Regions from separate parts of the Danio rerio genome. Here region 2 is linked to region 1. A link is a contact called in public HiCAR-type data. All regions are on one chromosome and are shown on one strand. Each heading gives the region's core, a stretch centred on a gene start, on an enhancer-like site or on the middle of the called end of the contact. The rest is flanking DNA. Distances are from core to core; before and after follow the strand shown. Region 1 holds the start of mast1a (microtubule associated serine/threonine kinase 1a). Region 2 holds the start of atg4da (autophagy related 4D, cysteine peptidase a).

Region 1 (3,078 bases), core at 165-2,664:
GATTGCTGCTGTTGTTCTGGGTGTGCATGTGGATGATTTGCTGTAGTTTTCTTTTGTGTTTGTCTTTCTCTCATGTAATGGCTTTTACAGAAGCAGAGCTTTTGATTACAGATTCCTTGTGGGCGAATCTTCGCTCGTACTGCTGATTGCTTTCCGCTTGCCTACAGCTTTTAAATGTGTGTGTGAAATAAAGTGGAAGAATGTGGCAACACAATATATCATTTTAGCATTGACATCTCAATGTGCATATCTGCAATAGTCAGTTTAACCACAAGAGAGTGAAAGTTTTGTTAAGAAGGTCGCTGGTTTAAAGTTAAATAAACAGTTATTTGTGGTTTTCATTGGGAGTGTAACAATAATACAAAAACTGAACAGTTAAATATAAAATAAAACGGTCATCATTGTATAAATAATTCAATACAATAATATTGTATAATATGCTTTTAATCTTTAATAAACAATCTAATCATGTGATGTGACTATATAATAATTTTGTCCCTAAATTGGTGTTTAAAAAATTTAAAACTGCTTTTATTCTAGCCGAAATAAAAAAATAAGATTTTCTTCAGAAGAAAAAATATTATCAGACATACTGTGACAATTTCCTTGCTCTGTTAAACATCATTTGGGAAATATTAAAAAAAAAGTAAAATTCTGGGGGGGGGGGGGGGGGGGGGGGGGGGCTAATAATTAAGATATAATTAATAATTAGACTTCAATTGTACAGTATATTACACACTTATTAACATATTTTCATAGGCTTATCAACTTATATTCACATGCTTTTTAATGTGAATATGTTTTAAAATGTAATTAAATCATGTAATTTAAAGCTTTTTGACAATTTTTATAATTTTCTGCTCCCAAAATTCATGTTTGAATCAGTTTACCTGCAGATATTTTTGCAATTTATTATGTGATATGAATAATAATGTATTAATTATATTTAAATAATTTTACACACACACACGTATAGCCTACACATGCACGTACATAGAAACCTTTCATCAAGGTTGTCCTAAAACTGTTCAACAATGACCCATTCTTGACAAATGACTATATAGGCTATACATAAACACAATGCCAGAATCCCTGTCTAGCTCTGAGCTGGTTTTCTGAGATTTTACTCCAGTCCAGAGCTCAAAGGGTTACCGCGAGCGGATCCATTACACGCGCGCGCACTTGTTCTCCAGGGCACTACACAGTGTGCATCTCTCAGCTAGTGCACATTCTACACGCAACGAATAATTACTGTAGCCTACTCCATTCAGAAACAAGCTCGCGGCGGCAATCAGGCCAGGATGCATTTCACATTAGCGATGCCATTACTGCTCCAGCTGCCGGAGAATATGATCTGATGGCGGTGTCCTCTGGGGGACGGCCGGCGGTCCATTAGTGCGGCTGGACGCCTCTTTAGGGCTCCAGATGTCCAAAAGGACCGCTCTCCGAAAGCACGCGCGGAGGATACGGAAAGTGACGATCGAGATCACTCAGGATGAAAATTTTACTCGTTTCTGACAGACAAAACTAGTCACGTTTAGCCTTTATCGGAGCATTTTAATCCCAATAATTTTAAAAGGCGGGTGTTTTGGTGTGTCTCGCGAATGCATCGTATTGCAACGCCCATGCTCGTCTTTACCTGAGGAGGGAAATGCAAACAAGGGGAAACTTCTGAGCATCACCTGAGGGCGCCTGTCTGTCACCACGTGCACTCGGTAAGCCGTGAAGCGGCTTTTTAGACAGACCGACACGATGAGCGATAGCATGGATGACTCCGGTATTATTCGCCGGCGGAGGATGCAGGTGAGACGACGTTTTGTATCACTTGATATTCATAAATGTGCTCGCATTAAAGCAGCCACGGACGATTTACTTCGCTTATTTGCCTAAAAACGCCTGTACTACTACCTGACTGAAATAGAAGCCACAGCTGTTTAGTCGAAGAGCCAATCAGGAACGCCCTTTTGTCTGTCAGTCATCTGTCACATTGACATCAGGTTGGCTGTCGTCACTTCAGAAGGCGGGGTCTGAGTCATTTACGTAAACTAAACTGAATAAGTTTTTACAACTGTAAAATATTTTAGTGCTTTACCATCAAAACCAAACAAGACATCTTAAATTTGGTCCACATTGGATATCATCTTATATTTCAGGGAAGTGACTGGATGTGCACCAAAATAAAATAAAAATCCACCTGCGATGCTGTAGCCAGGTTTCCATTGTAACGCGAAGCTAATCTTTTCAAATTTTGCACAAAATAATAATATTAAGGTTAATAAATCAAGTTGTTAGAGCAGCTGACTGTAGGATTGGTAACCTAGCAACCAACAGTAAACAAGGCAAGCATAATGTTAAAGTCTAGATAGGATACAGCTGCAGATATGCACAAAGCACAATTTTTGTAGCACTGTATAATATATATTTTTTACAGTATGGTTGGGGTGGATGTAGGCGTTAATAAAATACAATTTATTGGGTAATTTAATAAATAACATAAACAATATTTAGTAAAACTATTGTTTTTACATTACTGTGACAGTTGGGGTTAAGGTTGGCGTAGACGTTAATGAAATTTCGTCGGCAGAGGATGCAGGTGAGGCATTTTGTATCACTTGTTGTACATAAATGTACTAAGGGTGATTTATGGTTATTTCCCCTAAAAAAAACGCCTGCACTACTACCTGACTGAAGCCACAGCTGTTTTGACGACAAGCCAATCAGGAACGCCCTTTCGTCTGTCAGTCATCTGTCAAATTGACATCAGGTTGGCTGTCGTCACTTCAGAAGGCGGGGTCTGAAGAGAGTGTGTCATTTACGATAACTAAACTGAATAAGTTAGCAATCTGCCAAACATTTTAGTGCTTTACCAAGAAAACCAAACAAGACATCTTATATTTGGTCCACATTGGATATTATCTTTTATTTTAGAGAAATGACTGAATGTCTACCCCCCAAAAAAACAAAAACAAATCCATCTTCGATGCTGTAGCCAGGTTTCCTTAATGGCCTGAAGCTAATCTTTTCAATCTGTGCACAAAATAATAATAATAATAAAATCCCAAATGTGAATTGGGTGGA
Region 2 (3,074 bases), core at 493-2,992, 100 kb after region 1:
TTTTGAAACCTTTATCATTACAATGGTGATTTCAGATATTGCTTGGGTTTTTTGTTTTACCGATTTTGTCTTTGCTAGATTTATTTATTTTTGTCAACAGTTGCAGACCTTTGCTCACAGAGCGTTTGACCTCCTTTATCACAGTACGAGCTACAGATTATTAACAGTGCTTAAAATGACCTTTAAAAATACTAGCTGGATACTGTAGTTATCAAATGTGTAAACATTCACAATAATGATTTTTAGCGCTCAACAGTAAACAAAGCACAAACTTGACTCTTTGCAAAATAAATCTAGTTTTGAATGTTTGACATTTTGAAGCAATGCTTATATAATCCTGCGCTGTATGACATAACTCAATGCAAAGCAGAATCTGTCTATTAGTATAAGCATGTAAGCATATAAAAATATGGAGTTTAATTGTGGACATGAAAGCAGAATTTGACTAACCACATAAAAACAAAACACACCAGCACTGCCATAACCAAATCATTTGCATTTTTTCACAAACCAAAGTTTGAAGGTAAGCTGAGAAATCCTATTTTAGTGTCAGTATGTAAAGAATATATACAGTATATTAAAGCATGTAAAATGTAAGGACATATTGATGTTTCAAATGAATTTTGTGATAAAATGGTGGACAATAAAATGTCACAAATTGATATATAATATTTCTTTGCACTATACACTCACCGGCCACTTTATTAGATACACCTTATTAGTACCGGGTTAGTTCTTTCAGAACTGCCTTAATCTTTCATGGCACAGATTCAACAAGGCACTGGAAATATTCCTCAGAGATTTTGCTCCATATTGACTTTATATTTATTTAAATTCTGACCTTACCATCCGAATGTCGCAGCAGAAATCGAGACTCATCAGACCAGGCGACGTTTTTCCAATCTTCTATTTTCCAATTTTGGTGAGCCTGTGTGAATTGTAGCCTCAGTTTCCTGTTACTAGCTAACAGGAGTGGCCCTCGGTGATATTTTCTGCTGCTGTAGCCCATCTGCCTCAAGGTTAGGTGTGTTGTGCCTTCAGAAATGCTCTTCTGCATACCTCGGTTGTAACGAGTGGTTATTTGAGCTACTGTTGCCTTTCAATCAGATTAAACCAGTCTGGCCATTCTCCACTGACCTCTGCCATCAACAAGGCATTTGTGCCCACAAAACTGCCGCTCACTGGATATTTTCTCTTTTTCAGACCATTCACACTAAGCCCTAGTGATAGTTGTGCGTGAAAATCCCAGTAGATCAGCAGTTTCTTAAATACTCAGACCAGCTCATCTGGCACCAACAGCCATGTTTAAAGTCACTTAAATCACCTTTCTTCCCCATCCTGATGCTCAGTTTGAACTGCAGCAGATCGTCTTGACCATGTCTACATGCCTAAACGCATTGAGTTGCTGCCCTGTGATTGGCTGATTAGAAATTTGCGTTAACAAGCATTTGAACAGGTATACCTAATAAAGTGGCCGGTGAGTATACTATATACATCGATACTTCTTTGCGATCTATGATATCCGTTTGTTTCACAGAAATAAATTATAAAAATAAACAAAATACATCGTGATGTAATATAAAACAATACATGTAATTTGTTTTGAAAATAAATATCTAAAAATTGTATTAAACGTTGGACTTCTCGTACATCTACATCGTCTATTCATCAAACGGCAGCCGGCGAGTCTGACCAATCACGTTGCGTGTTAGGGCGGGTCGAGGGAGTGTATCTTCATGACAACAGGAAGTAGCAGCACACGGGTTTAATCGCTCGTCGTTTTAAACACTATTCGTCCGATCTGCAATTTTTCGACAGCCGGGTAAAGAGCCAAGAAACAGACACTCATGACTGCAGCTTTACCCGATAATCAGCGAGATGACGGCGCTGGAAGAGGCCTGAGTTCGGTCTGAAACAGCGCTTGTCCTTGCGGTCGGACAGCGATACTGGAGATTCAGAGGAAAAGTATGAAAATATCCGGAACATCAGACATGCCTGGTCTGACGTGAAAATAACGCTTGAAATGGTTGGTATGTTTGTTTAAATTCAGTTTTATAGAGCACTAGATGCACGTCTAAATGTCTATAGTTTTACATTTAAGTCAAAACCCATTATCAGGTTGTCTCCAATGAATTCTCAATTAATTTTAGCCTGTAAAAGCTGTATTGTGACTGCATTTAGCCGGTTACTGAGTTCCAATAAATTAATGACTTATTTCTAATGAAGGAATTGAATATTTAACTGGAGAAACATGATTTTTTATTTAGGCTTTGTGTAAAATTAAGTAGCCTAGCTAAGTTAATGGTGTAGTTCTTACTGTGTTATATACAGTGTTGTGTAAAAATGTAATGTATTACAATCTTTAGCCTATCTTAATCTTTGAATAAACCCGAAAATAACATAGCAAGTACTTTCCCATATTTAAGTACAGTTAGATTTATATTCACATGCCTGGTCTGACATGAAAATAACGCTGTAAATGGTTAGTATATTTGGTTTGAATTGATTTTAAAAAGCACTAGATACACGTCTAAATATCTGTAGATTTAAAACATTTCCCTCAAATACCATTATCGGGTTGTCTTCAAGGAATTCTCAATTAATTTTAGCTTGTAAAAGCTGTGTTGTGACTGCATTTAGGCGGTTACTGAGTTCCAATAAATTAATGACTTATTTATAATAAAGGAATTGAATATTTACCTGGAGAAACATGATTTTAGGCGTAGGGTTTGTGTAAAATTAAGTAGCCTAAGATACTGGCGTAATTCTTACTGTATTATATGCAGTTTTGGGTAAAATATGTAATATATTAAAATTTTAATCTTTAAATTAAATGTTAAATGTTGGTATGTATGTAAAACCAAATGCAAAACATTGTTTAATGTTAGCATACTAAATGATTGACACATGTTAAATTGCCTGCTAATTTCAAGCTGAAGAGTTCAGTTGTAAACCTGTAAATGAAAAATTTTGTGTGTAAAAGTCATTGTATGCTGCAAAACATGCTGATAAAGGGTACACATAATCCGAAAAGTTAAATTAATATTCGATATTAGGATGAGACAATATTGGCA

The links. HiCAR-type assays count read pairs that join an accessible place to other places.
Region 2: a contact with region 1 is called in a HiCAR-type map of caudal fin, with 4 times the contacts expected there. The contact joins the promoter of atg4da here to the promoter of mast1a in region 1. A contact is called at or near these places in 8 of 18 Hi-C or Micro-C datasets (caudal fin, embryo, hematopoietic stem cells and 2 more) and 4 of 4 datasets of contacts at active chromatin or transcription factors (caudal fin, embryo, gastrula embryo and 1 more).

What each region holds. Positions count from the first base shown.
Region 1 is chr1:54,602,412-54,605,489 of GRCz12tu, forward strand. It overlaps mast1a (microtubule associated serine/threonine kinase 1a), which reads left to right and starts at 1,415. Exons shown (of 27, transcript XM_073954696.1): 1 at 1,415-1,803.
Region 2 is chr1:54,706,499-54,709,572 of GRCz12tu, forward strand. It overlaps atg4da (autophagy related 4D, cysteine peptidase a), which reads left to right and starts at 1,743. Exons shown (of 11, transcript NM_001423806.1): 1 at 1,743-2,026.